Regions from separate parts of the Mus musculus genome. Here regions 1 and 3 are each linked to region 2. A link is a contact called in public ChIA-PET and Hi-C data. All regions are on one chromosome and are shown on one strand. Each heading gives the region's core, a stretch centred on a gene start, on an enhancer-like site or on the middle of the called end of the contact. The rest is flanking DNA. Distances are from core to core; before and after follow the strand shown. Region 1 has its middle 13 kb from the start of Gm39134. Region 2 overlaps Rasa3 (RAS p21 protein activator 3). Region 3 overlaps Gm5907 (predicted gene 5907).

Region 1 (4,540 bases), core at 1,465-3,964, 410 kb after region 2:
CTTTCTTCAGCTCGGTCACTGAATACCCATCTCTTGTCCCCAGTACAAGGCATACAGCCTTCTCAGAGAGAGAAACAACCCAGAGCTCCTTCCTAATACTGCATTAAGCTAAAAAATTTAGGACATTTGCCCAATATTCAGCACCCTGATTAGACCCATAGTGGTTCTCTATGGATAAGTGCATGTTAAACTAAGCACAAACTACCCTTTGCTCTCAGCTCCCAGCCCAATCATATAAGTGCTTAAGCAGGAAACGGATTTTTATGCTCTCAAATCCCAGTTCAATCATACACATAACTAAGCAAGAAAAAGAATTTTTGTAGCATAAATTCCTTGTCCAAATAGAGGGGTGTGAGCCACAGCGGTAACATAATCCTGGGTGGGAACACGAAACCCTTGCTGTGAGGTGCTCTCTTCCACGGACCCCAGGTCTGCTTCTGGCAGGACATTTCTGCTGCTGGTGACATTTTGTCTCTGCTTTCTCTTCCAGTGTCCAATTTGACTTTTGGATAGCACTCTTGGAAAACACCCGAGAGCCTTTACAGCCATTATAATCAATGTTCTGCTGGGGCCCAAGGGTTTTTATGGTCTGTGCTAGATTCCAAAGATGTGCTGAGCCTTTGAGACATTCCTTCTCAGGTCCTGGTGTGGGTGACAAGCTGGATTGGTTTCCCTCAGCCTCCCTGGCTTCTTCCTCCTTTGCTTATGTTCCCTCCTCAGTTTCCTTTTATCAATAAACTCATGTTCAGCTGAAACAGGTATGCTTGGGTGAGCAGGCCACATTCTTTAAAAATTATTTTTATAAACTTTATTTTTTAAAAAAATTGCAAATAAATACAAACGGCACACACCAGAATTAACTAGACCCTAAGTCTATCATCCTCACTGTTCACGTCACCTTTAGCCTGGCAGACCGTTCCTCCCTGTGAAATCTTGGAAGTCACATCCATAACGGTCTCTCCGTCTTGCTCTTCTGGCCTCCGTTTTGAGACAGGTCACTCCTGGAAGCCTGCAGAGGTGCTTCTCCGATTTTGTTGAGTCATATGTTACCATGAAAACAGTCTTCATGAGGCCTCACCAAATCTCTCCAGAGCCCTGGCTCTGGGGGCCTCTTTGGGCCGTCCCAGTGAGCCGGTTCTAGGCATAGCTGGCTTTTTCTGCTGTTCTTGAGCTGTCAGTCTTTTCTGATTCAGCTGCCCAAAGCTGTCCATTCCCTGCAATTCAGGATTTCCTCAGTGACTCATCATTTTCCAAATAGTAATTTCTTAGGTCCTTAGGGCTGCCTGGGCTGTCAAACATCTTAGCTGCAATTTCAGAGGATGTCCTGACACTACAGAGCGGTTGGAGGAAGGGATCCTGTTCTACAGTCATTCACCTTGGAGCGTCTGTGGCTGCCCTCACTACAGTTAAGTTAAACCGAAGGGCAGAGCATATGAGTCTTGATGGGCACTGTTCTTTCACCCCTTGTTATGACTGGATCATGTGGCCACGATGGACTGCAAGGGAACTGGAGTATCTGGTTATGTTGTATTCCAGGAAGTCAAAGAGAACTTGGGGAGTGAGTGGCACTTTCTGCCATTGTTAAATATGTGGCAGTATCCAGGATTCAAATTTAGTCCAGGGACGTGAGGAGTCGGGGAGTCCCTCACCACACAGACTAGGTGGCTGTTGACATTCGGGCATTCTGTAACACCCAGGGTGCATCTTATTGCTGAAGGCAGTAATTCAGCAACAGGCTGAGAATCTGCATTCCTGACAGGCTTTGGAATTCCAACCAATAGGCTGGAGGGGTTGGACCTGGAGAGAAGCTGGTGGACAAAGCAACCATTTGATACAATGAGCTGATGTCTTGCTACATTTTCTTAGGCTGTTCTCTCACAGTGAGCTGTTGGCACACAGATAGTGGGTAGTTGTTGCACTGGCTAGATATGACCCTGGCAACAGTTATCTCCTGCTTAAGGAGAGTGGAGGCCACTGCAGATGAATATCTGAGCTGCAAGAACCAAAACTTGGCTGGGCGGTGGTGGTGCATGCCTTTAATCCCAGCACTTGAGGTGGAGGTGAAGGGGGTAAGAAGGAAGCAGAGGCAGGTGGATCTCGATGAGTTTGTGGCCAGCCTGGTTTGCAAAATAAGTAGTAAGACAACCAGGGTTACACACACACACACACACACACACACACGCACACCACGTCTCAACAAAACAAAACCAGCAACAAAACAACCAAAAATTTCTGGGCGTGTTTGCATTCACCTTTCTTAAACCCCATCACCGTAGATGCAGAGGCAGGCGGAGCTCTGGGATCAGGAGCAGCCTGGTGTGCAAAGAAAGTTCTGCGCCAGCCAGAACTACATAGTAAGACTCTGTCTCAACAAAGAAACGAACAAAGAGCAAAGTAAACCTCAAAACAAGCCCCTGAGTTTCAAAAAGCTTTCTCTTTTTGATTATTTTCTGTGGTACTGGCTGGCAAGCTCTAACTGGCTGGCTGTGGCCCCTTCAGCCTCAGCACCGATCCCATGCGCAGCTCAGGTCTCTGCTCTAGCCTGGCACTCACATAGGCATTGGGGAAGCTAACGTGCTTCCAGAGGCTCCTTCTCCAGTCAGGACATCGTGCTCTGGACCTAGCTCACTTCCTTCAGAGCGGGGCATACCTTGGGGTGTAGGTGGGGACCAGACACGCCAAAGCCAGGAAGTGACGTCAGCAAGATCCTGCTCAGACAGGGACCCGCTATCTTCTCATACAGAGGCCTGTGGTTAAGAGGTGTCCACACCCCCGTGTGCTGCTTATACAGGGGCCCTGAGTTCACCTCCCTCCCCTGTTCTTGGCTCTTCAAAGCCGCACTTTGGTCCAGAGTTCTTGCATCCTCCTCTTTTGCTTTGTGCATAGTTAGGATAGGGTAAGGCGCTAGTCACAAATGGCATGATGCCGTATTGCTTGATACCGGACTTAGCCTTCCTACCCTTAGGACCCAGACATACATATGATCAGCCACTCAAGTCCTAAGATACGCTGATGCAACACAGACAGACAGACAGACACTGTTCACACTGGAGAGGCTCAGTACATAGAGACAGAACTGGATTTTTTCCCACTTAATACGTGACAGTGGCTGGAGTGCGGGACAGAGTTGTCCTGATCATTCTGACCTAATCCAATAAAAGCTTGAGATAATTCACATTTTCTTAAAACTCAGTTTTGCTTCAACAAAAACTTTAAAAGTTCCTCTAGGGAGAATGAGCGGTGGAACATTTGAAACTTAGCAAATCACTCCAGTTCACTGCCTCAGCCTGGCTTGGGGTTTGACTGGACTCTGCCTTCAGAGAAAAAAACCCCACAGATCCCTAGACTGGAAGCAGACTCCATTTCAAAGACATATACCTCCTCACTTCGCCCGGCAATGGGGAGCTAGGGAAAGGGTTTACTCCATTCTAGCGTACAGTTCCATGACTGTAAAATGATGGGCAATCTAACCAACTATGCTTATTTTTCTTTCTTTCTTTTTCTTTTTCTTTCTTTCTTTCTTTCTTTTTTTTTTTTTGAGACAGGGTTTCTCTGTGTAGCCCTGGCTGTCCTGGAACTCACGTTGTAGACCAGGCTGGCCTCGAACTCAGAAATCCGACTGCCTCTGCCTCCCAAGTGTGGGATTAAAGGCGTGCGCCACCACGCCCGACCCAACTATGCTTATTTTTCAAATTTTCTTCAATCAGATTGCGAAGGGAGAGCAAGGCCTCAGTTTGCTTTGGGCCTGCCTTGGTTTGTGGCCTCAGTGAATATGACTCACATCCTGAAATGAAGCTCACCGCCTGGATGAGTGCCCCTTTGTGGCTAAGTATAAGCTGCACTGTCAGGGCATCATTTTCAAACAAGAATAAAAATGAAGGGAATTCCCAAGAGTCCCTTAACAGCACGACTTAGGAAGCCAAAAGGGGAAAGAATCACAGTTGTAACTCTGGAAGGCCGTCATTAGCGTGGTGAAGGTTAATAGCTGGTGCCCGTAGGATTCTCCAATCATTCCCCATGGACAAAACCTTCTTCCAAAGATTACTCCAATTATAGCCAATCATAGTGCTTTGCTGCACAAGGAATCTCGGCTGAGCTCATGTCACTCCTGTGCACAGGGGCAGTGCCCTCCTTAGACCTTCTGGAATCTGCCTCTTCTCCACCTATCGACATCTGTCTACTTTCTCCGTGTTTTCCCCAATACTTCATCTCTGTGAAGCCATCAAGAAGCCCAACAGACCGAGTTGTCTCTGCTCAGTAGCATCTCTTGTAACAGCTCTTCTGTTCTTACCTCAGAGAAGATTCTTCTTCCTTCCACCATCGCTGGGAGGAGCTCGTTCTAAGTGTTTGAAGGTTAGGAGGGAGGGAAGTCAGAGCCACTCTACCCAGAACAAGAATGTCATGTGAACAAAGTTTTCAGACACAACTTTTTCCTTTCAGATCCCTAAATGAGGCATGGAGAGGGGCTCCAAGGGGTGGCTGGGAGCGGCAAAAAGAATGACTGGAAGTCATATAGTGGGTCCAAGCTGTGTTCTGCTTG
Region 2 (4,264 bases), core at 1,228-3,727:
CGAGTGCTCTGCTGCTAAGTCCAGGGATTAACTCTAGCTAGGAGTGACCTCATGTGTCCATACCCACCCACGTGACCTCACTGTTGTTGCTCCAGTCCCCCTGCATGTCTGCTCATTTCTATTTCTAGCTCTGGAAAGCAGGGCCCCCTTCTCAGCTGAAGTGTGGTATGAAGTATGAAGTATTAGTAGGAAGTACGATTGAGTAAGTCAGGCTACCTGCAGGAGCTGCACATCACGCCCGGGGTGGGTAAGCATCAGCTCCAGGGGGGCAGGAGGGATGAGAGAGGCCACCTCTGGAGAAACGCAGTATGTCCTCAGTTCCCCAGGTGACTTACCGTGCAGCGAGTTTGTGGCAGACGACACCAGTGTCCGTAATGACCTCACTTAGTCTCAGCTCCAGGTGGACCTTGCCCTGTAAGGCACAAGGATGGTGTCACAAGCAGACAAGGATTGTGGGAAATCTGTGGCCCTTCAAGTGGCTGGTACTTGTGCCAGAAGGTGCCAGACCTAGAAACTCAGACTTGGAGAGGTAATGGGCTTAAAAGCATAAAAAAAGGACATGTGGACACGCAGACATGTGGCCCCTAGGAATGCTACGAATGCATATGTCCAGGGCATGTTATAGTGAGACCCAGCAGGAAAGACTCTCCCAAGAGGGCTGCGATCTCCATGGGGAGGCCAGAGCATTCAAGTCTCATTCTCCATGAAGTTAATTTTCATGAATGCTTCTAGAAGGGTGACAGGTAGCTGGCAACCCCAACCTCCTTTGTTTATCTCTACACAGTCACACCATGAGGATGAAGAGGGAAAGGCATCAGGAGAGTAGGCCCTGCTCCTTAGCAGTATCCACGTGGGATGTAGGACCTCCCGTGAGATGTGGGACCTCCCGTGGGTTAAGTGCACACAAATGTTAATCCAAGATGCCTGTCATTAGAGAAGGGGAGGCTAAACCAGAAAGTCTCCACGGCCTCTTGCGTAGCTACACTTGGGTGGTTTGCTTTCTGTGACTGCGGGTGTGAAATCCCCACATGAAATGCTTTCAGGAGTGTGAAGATCACACCAACATTCTCACATGTGAGAGGATCACACCTTTGGGCTCCTGAGCCTTCAAACAAGGCCTTGCCTAGGAGAGCCCAAAACTGATACCTTAGTTCACAGTAAAGACATCATACCTGTCTGTCACTGTGAGCTAGACTTTCACCTTATCAAGTGTCATTCTGTGGGGAGCCCCTCAGGGACTCCTCAGTGACCTCAGTTAGGTGTAGCATCCCTTCAAAGACAGTCATGAACTATTACCCTACTAATAGAGAGAGTAGCTACACTTGGGTGGTTTGCTTTCTGTGACTGTGAAATCCCCACATGAAATGCTTTCAGGAGTGTGAGGATCACACCAACACTCTCACATGTGAGAGGATCACACCCACGCTCTCCCGTGTCTTCCTTCTGAAAGCCTTTCCCTTAACCTTTGTGCTTAATTCTATATTCAAATATCTTCATTAAATCCCAGCGCTAGTTCATACTAGCCAGTCCTGAAACGAAATCCTCTTTTGCATCGACGCCACAAATCCTGATTTGACTTGAACTGAGGTCTCTAAATGTCTAGGGACACTCTTTCAGGCTTCTGAGGTGACAGTGAGTTCTGGATCTCCTGCCTTTGCCACCCCAAAATGCTGACATAAGGCGTCTGGGTTGTCTTGGTCAGTTTGACACAAAGTTAGAGAACTACCATTGAGAAATGTCGCCACAGGACTGGGCTGTAGGCAAGCCTATGGAGCATTTTCTTCATCATTGATTGATGGAGGAGGGCCCAGCCCACTGTGGGTCATGCCATCCCTGGGTCTGGCTGTCCCCGACTGTCCCAAGAAAACAGGCTAAGCAAACCATGAAGTGCAAAGAAGTAAGCGGCATCCCTCCATGGCCTCTGAACTGGCTCCTGCCTCCAGGTTCCTGTCCTGGGTGATGAACTGCACATGGTAAGGTAGAATAAACCTATTCCTCCCCAAGTTGCTTTCTGCCATGGCATTTAATCAAAATAATAGGAACCGTAACTAAGACAGAAGGACCATGAAGGTGGGTACCAGCTCTCCCCACGCCGTGTCCCTGCCCTCGGCTGTTTAGTGATGAGGAAACCTCCAAACACTAAGAGGCACAATATCGAGTGAGTTTTGTAGCTCCATATTCCATGACTGTTGGAGCTTGCCGGGTGCTGCAGTGGCCATCCCCGGCCCCTGAAGTTGGCCTTACCACCAGCAGGCCATTTTTAGGACCCAGCTGTGAGCTGTTCAGATGGATGGAGCTCATTTCATCTTTTAGCCTCTGAAAGGCAGAAGCACTGGGGTGAGGTAGATGACCCCACCTCCCACAGCTGATGGCAGCTGCCTTCCTGTTTCCTGTTTTTCCCACACACTAGCGGTGCCCCCAAGACTCAGCACAAACACTCCTCACTAGGGCGGCTCCCACCTCAGTGAGCAGCGGCTTCCGTTTCTAGAGGTCTGGGAGAGGCCAGGAGGAGGTGAAACAGCCGCCACCGCCATGACCCCTCTGCACCATGAAGGTGCTCTAGGCAAGCCTGTGGCCAGAAGTCTCTCTGGTTCTAGCCCTGCACATGATGGGCGTTGCCTATGGGGAGAGGTGTCAGGGTGGAGGCTGGGAGGGGCCTCTTGCCCTGTGGTCAGGTGGTGCACAGCAACCCATCAGGTTTACACCTGTGTTTCAGCCCTCAGAGTCATACTTTCTGTTCCCAGGTCCCATATCTTGGTTCAGTTAGCTCCTACAGCACAGGGTCAGGTGCCTTCCGTCTCTTCAAGACCTGCTGAAGGACAGACAGGTGGCTCCGAATTCACTCTGATCCGAGAGAGAAACATTATTTCATGGCCTGGAAAGGAAGTGCCACAAGTCTTCCCTCCAGCCTTGAGATGAATATCAAGAATGTCCGAGAACAGAGGCGGTGACAGGTGGCCCGGTTCCACTGTATGAGGTCCTGAGAGGAGCTAATCGGAGTTCCTAGACCTTGTCACACAGCAGGGACTACCCTACTGAGTTCGCTGGGGACAAGGGAAGTACCTTCAGCATCATTCATCAGATACATGGGGGGAAAACCAGAGTCCACTCTCAGCACTCACGGGACGGACTAGAAACTGGTAACCAAAAGAAACCCTCCAAATACACGAAGATTACGACTTCCAAATATCACTCTGGTTAGAGAAGTCTTAAGGCAAATTTAAAAGTATTTTTAAATAAATGAAAATGAAAGTACAGCTTAGCAGGATTCGTGGGATGCATGTTCTGGGAAGGAGAAAGACCCGGAATCAGTAAATTAGGACAGAGTTATCCTCCGAAAGCAGAAATAACCAAACACACACACACACACACACACACACACACACACACCAAAAACAGCAAAATCTGAAAAGCAGGAAGTGAGAGGAAATCAAAACCCCAAACAGATCCGCTGAAGAGATCGTTGAAGCGATAGACCTGTAGTCAGGTTACCCAAACAAAAAGAGAAAGACGCAACTTCCCAAGACCTCAGTGAGGGTGTGTCCAACCTGAGCATGCAAAGGAACGCCGCCTGTGCAGCAAGCGGGTTGTGGCCCACTTAACACCGAGGGTGTGTACTTTGGGAAACAATGACTGCCAACGCTGTTATGAAGGGGGCTGTCAAGGCTCCAGGAAGATGGACACAGCTCAGATCTCTGCTTAGTGTCCCCAAAAACTTAACTGGTAACAAAATTTCGAATGTATTGCTGCCTCATGAAACTGAGAGGACTCCTGGCCAGGTCATCATGAGAGGGTGGCTCCTTAAGGGACACTCCCCTCTAAACCATCCCTACCAGCCTGAGTGGTCACTAGGCCAAGGCAGGGAGAAATGTGGAGATGGCTCTAGGTGAGATTTGTGTAGCCAAGACCGGATGAGGCACGCACAAAACAAACAAACAAACAAACAAACAAAAGCAAACAAACCCAGAGGCAGGACTGGGCCAGGGAAGGAAGTCAACACTTTTCTCAGCTCCCATGCTTTCAAAAACCCCAGAGAAAAAAGTGGCCCTTGACCATGGGCAACCACTGGCAACCTTTTATATGATCTGACACTAAAGACACACTCCCAAACACTCTGGGAGAGGTGGCATGCCCACCCCTTCTCTGACCAAGATGGTATTTGCCTGTATGAATGGCAGATCTAGGGTGACATACCATATGTCCTGAATACATTACATGTCCATAACCAGTTCAGAAACACAGATATGGGGTGTTGCAGTAGGGG
Region 3 (4,633 bases), core at 1,276-3,775, 390 kb after region 2:
ACATTTGTCACAGCACCCTCTAGTCCTTTTGACATTCAAGGAACTCTAGGAGAGTGTTGCACTATTGGTGGTGTGTGTGTGTGTGTGTGTGTGTGTCTTTTCACATGCCTTCTTTCTTCTGTGTTTCTCCAGTGTGTGTGTGTGTGTGTCTGTTCACATGCCTTCTTTCTTCTGTGTTTCTCCATTGTGTGTGTGTTTGTTTGTGTGTGTGTGTGTCTTTTCACATGCCTTCTTTCTTCTGTGTTTCTCCAGTGTGTGTGTGTGTGTGTGTGTGTCTGTTCACATGCCTTCTTTCTTCTGTGTTTCTCCAGTGTGTGTGTGTGTTTGTTTGTGTGTGTGTGTCTTTTCATATGTCTTCTTTCTTCTGTGTTTCTCCAGTGTGTGTGTGTGTGTGTGTGTGTGTGTCTGTTCACATGCCTTCTTTCTTCTGTGTTTCTCCAGTGTGTGTGTGTGTGTTTGTTTGTGTGTGTGTGTCTTTTCACATGCCTTCTTTCTTCTGTGTTTCTCCAGTGTGTGTGTGTGTGTTTGTTTGTGTGTGTGTGTGTGTCTTTTCACATGTCTTCTTTCTTCTGTGTTTCTCCAGTGTGTGTGTGTGTGTGTGTGTGTATTTGCATTGCTGGGGGATTCACTTGCTTAGGCAAGTGCCCCAGCTTTAAGCAGCATCAGATCACTGGTTTTTTGATGGAGTCTACAAGGCTGTCCATGGTGAATTCAAGGTCTGTCTTCCCCAAAGCAGCTAGAGTTACAGGATGCAGGTCAAGCAGACAAAGTGTACCTCGCCCTGCCCCTCAAGGAACAAAGATAGCTCAGCTCTTTCCCATTGCACGAGACCTCGGGCACTCAGTGCTGGCCACAAGGAACCTGGACCTCACCAGATGTGAACACTGGGGCACTATGGGTACCATTCTTGGACCTGTGCAGTTCATAACCTTGAGATGTTCTATCTGCAGCGGAGTGCCTATTCCCCAGAACACCTTTAGGCCTCCTTTCCCTTTCCTGCCATCAGTTGGAGGGAACAGACTTCTTTGGGGACAGTCATTGTGGTTTCCTCATGGTGCAGCAGGCTGCTGCTCCCCCCTCCCCCAGCTCCAAGCCTGGGAAATATCAGTCAAGGGCCCTGGAGCTCAGATCTGACCAGGCTGTCAGTCTGTTTCACTGTCTTCCACGGAGTCTCCTTTTGTTTCATGCCTGTACACTGGGTTGGGTTTTGAACTGAAGAACTTAAGTGTTAGGAACAGGCGAAGACATGCCATGTCTGTTTCTCTCCAATGGTGGAAGTCCTAGGAATCACTCCCTTGGGATTTCCTTCAGGAAAGACCCTTAGCTACCGAGGGTGTTTTCGATCGATTCCACTGATGGCTCGTTTTCAGGATAAACGTTTTTTCTTTGAGCTTTTTTTTTTTTTTTTTTTTTTTTTTTTTTTTTGTGGTTCTGGAGATCAGACCCAGAGCCTCCACATGCCAACTGCACACTCCAGCACCAAGCACGACCCAACCTGCTCATTTTTCCTTCCTGTATCCTATAATCTTAACCACGGATTGATTTCTTCCTAGGAAGCAACGTTACAGATGTTCCTGCTTTTCTTCTGTGCGCTGTGATTTCAGCTCAAATTCATGCAATGAGTTGGTTTTTCATTTGTTTTGTTTGTTTGTTGTGTTTTGTTTCGTTTTTTTCACCTGCATATACTGATTTTCAAGGAAGGTTAGTACTGGACAGTCACACAAGGGTGTTTTGTCCGGGGCAGCCATCCTGGAGCTGAGCTGCATTCAATGACTGTGGAACCCTGCTCTGTCCCTAGACCAGGACCCTATCCAGCAAATAATCAAAAGGTGCTGATGGAACTGTGTGACCGGGGCCTCTCCTCACCTCTGGGAGGCTGGCATTAGAGTGCCTCAGAGAGCTGGCGGTGGAGAAAGCAAGAGCAGAAGCTGCCCCCAAACACCCGGAGCGCAGTGGCTGTGTTAGGACCAACCTCAGCCATCTTGGTCGGAAGAAGATCCAATATTATCACGCCTAAAACTCGCTTCTTTGCCATATTGATGATTTTGATTTAAAAGGAATTGAGAACCAATTAGTGTTGAGCAAATTCTACTTTTCACCTCTATTGCCTTGAATAAAGTACACACTTTCCCTTTGTGCACATACATAAAAGGAATGTTGCCAACAAATGGCTCCGGCCAGGAAGAGAGTGGTACTCACAAGCTTTGATCAGCGGAGGAATCTGCCTTGTGGCACAGCTGCCCCTGACTGCCCACACCCTCTCTGTAGAGCCCCATAGCATTTACGCTCCTGTGAGCCACTGCGCATGTGTGGACACCGAAATGCTTTTCTCCTATTACTTTCACGTTAAAATGAATTCATAGACTGGCTTAAGAACCGAAACTGGCAGGAGGAAGTGATTTGCTTTCCACCTAGAGCCCATATTTACTTTCTATTACCATTCTGACTCTTTTGTTCAGTGTCTAAAGTGGAAGAGTGTAACTTCCTATGGCTTTGTGTGGCTGGCCAGATGCACAGCCTTGCCACCTCAGGAGGAAGTCGTCCTCCACCCACCCACCCCCAGCCCCCCCGCACTGTACCGCAGCTTGGAGATCTAGATGTCACATGAAAAATAAGGGCTCAAACTGCTTTGTGGCAGTAGGGTGCCAGACTTTAGGGCTCATGCCTCTACCTGAAGTACAGTGGCCTAACGTTGCTCTGTGCCTGGCTGGTTTTCTGTACAATTAAGTTCATTTAAACACAGGGCTCCCTGGCCAAAATGTCATGGTGAAAACCACCAACCCAGTTCAACCTCTTTATTTTCTCCGTGGCTCCCTCGCGGGGGGAATGTACTTTACTATAGGTCAGAGAGTGAGTGGTTTGGCAGAGCTGCCTAGACCAGTCCCGAGGCCCCAGCAGCATCACAGAGACCTACCGCAGCTCCGAGCCCTGAGACCCAGCGCAGTCCTCTTGGATCTCACCCGGTCCACGTAAAAGTCTGTGCCTCCTGCCAAAGGTCACCGAGTTCAACCCGCCTCTAGCCAGAGCCCCACGGCCACAAAAATTACAGTTTTTGAAAGCCCAGAATGGCATCTTCAGTGTACAGTGTGTGTGTGTGTGTGTGTGTGTGTGTGTGTGTGTGTGTGTGTGTGTGTTGTGGCTCTGAAGGAGATGGACCCTTTTAGGGAAAGGAAAGGACAGAAAAAACCCAAAGCAAAAAACAAGACAGCCTTGAATAGCCATTCTGCTGACCCCAAACAACTGTAAACAGTAGCAATAGAAAAAACATTTAACCTCTGAGTTCTGCTCCTAGAAAACAAGACAATGCACGGGCTACTGTTTCGGACAGAGCAGCGGGCCCCTCCCCTTGACACACCCTCCAAGGCCTCTAAGACCCCCTTATGCTAATCCCTGGTTTCACGTGGGTCTTTTTCTCCAGTATAGTTCAAACAACTACACTGAGGTTTCTCAACTCCCCCCACATCTGCTTTAACACAGCAAAAAACACACATGAGTTTGCCTAACATCTGCTCGCTTCTCAGTGTTGTTCCTAGGAGGATGTGAACCAGTGGTCTACGTAATAGTGGAAATGCCGTCCTTGGGTGTTCTAGTCACTAACAATTAAAAAACTATTATTGTTAACCAAGAGCAGTTACTGGTATATAATCCCCTGCCCCCCCCCCCCCACAGTACAGTTATACTTGAGAGACCATGTTCTTTATTTAGAGAGAACAAAATTAACTACTTTTTTTTTTTTTTTCCAAACAGGGAAAGGCATGAATACAGTCCCTTGACACACAAAGCAGGCAATCAAGTTTCACACAGTTGGGAGAGTCTTTGGGATTGCGTGCTCTCTGTAATGGGAGCCTGGGTGGTGGTGGTGGTGGTGGTGGTGGTGGTGGTGGTGGTGATGGTGGTGGTGGTGGTGGTGGTGGCGGTGGTGGTGGCGGCGGCGGTGGTGGTGGTAGTGGTGGTGGTGGTGGTGGTGGTAGTGGTGGTGGTGGTGGTGGTGGTGGTGGTGGTGGCGGTGGTGGTGGCGGTGGTGGTGGTGGTGGTAGTGGTGGTGGTGGTGGTGGTGGTGGTGGTGGTAGGGCATTTTACGATCACAATGTCTCCCCTACCTGATAAATTTCTTTTTAATGACTGAAGAATCATATTCTTATTGCACAAAAATAAGAAAATTCAGTAAGATATACAGACGGAAACACAAAACAATCCATTCTCAGAAGTAGCCTTGAGGAACATTTGAATGTATTTTTTCCAGTATTTAAACACATACCTGAGGTCAGACTCCTATGGTATTTGAACTGCATTTGAAAATTAACAGACTTTTGGACTGGAGATGTCTCTGAGCTGCAGATGGATTCCTCAGCAGGTACGTGTCACTGTATCAGGCTAAAATTATCGTTTAAATTTTTAAAATAATATTTAGGTATCTTGAGATCAGGGACACAAAGGAAAGTCGCCTTGTATGGGGAGATCAAGTGTCTCAAAGTGAGTTTGGATAAAACAGCGCAAATCTTGTCAGATTCACAAATTTAGATGAGTCTAGCAGATGGCTATGTTACTTGTTTGTTTTCTATTTGCCCGGCTGAAAGGTGATCTTAGACTTATTTATTATATGTGATTTTGTTTTTAATATAAATACAGATCT

What was found. A called contact is a pair of places that touch in the nucleus more often than the background predicts. ChIA-PET counts read pairs in DNA pulled down with a chosen protein or histone mark.
Region 1: a contact with region 2 is called in an RNA polymerase II ChIA-PET map of memory CD8 T cells, with 161 read pairs. The contact joins two enhancer-like sites. A contact is called at or near these places in 1 of 484 Hi-C or Micro-C datasets (CD8 T cells) and 2 of 115 datasets of contacts at active chromatin or transcription factors (memory CD8 T cells and thymic regulatory T cells).
Region 3: a contact with region 2 is called in a Hi-C map of CD8 T cells, with 2.2 times the contacts expected there. The contact joins two enhancer-like sites. A contact is called at or near these places in 1 of 484 Hi-C or Micro-C datasets (CD8 T cells) and 1 of 115 datasets of contacts at active chromatin or transcription factors (memory CD8 T cells).

What each region holds. Positions count from the first base shown.
Region 1 is chr8:14,010,042-14,014,581 of GRCm38.p6, forward strand. No RefSeq gene overlaps it. Among named protein-coding and RNA genes, the nearest start is that of Gm39134, 13 kb to the right of the region's middle. Within about 2 kb of position 2,715, at least 64 of the 459 cell types and tissues checked have an H3K27ac peak or open chromatin away from gene starts, as enhancers often do. A contact at or near this core is called in CD8 T cells, memory CD8 T cells and thymic regulatory T cells, where this site is marked.
Region 2 is chr8:13,597,879-13,602,142 of GRCm38.p6, forward strand. Rasa3 (RAS p21 protein activator 3) reads right to left here. Exons shown (of 24, transcript NM_009025.2): 5 at 336-412. Among named protein-coding and RNA genes, the nearest start is that of Gm34795, 16 kb to the left of the region's middle. Within about 2 kb of position 2,478, at least 135 of the 459 cell types and tissues checked have an H3K27ac peak or open chromatin away from gene starts, as enhancers often do. A contact at or near this core is called in CD8 T cells, memory CD8 T cells and thymic regulatory T cells, where this site is marked.
Region 3 is chr8:13,990,231-13,994,863 of GRCm38.p6, forward strand. All of the region lies in intron 1 of Gm5907 (predicted gene 5907), which reads left to right. Among named protein-coding and RNA genes, the nearest start is that of Gm5907, 6.5 kb to the left of the region's middle. Within about 2 kb of position 2,526, at least 64 of the 459 cell types and tissues checked have an H3K27ac peak or open chromatin away from gene starts, as enhancers often do. A contact at or near this core is called in CD8 T cells and memory CD8 T cells, where this site is marked.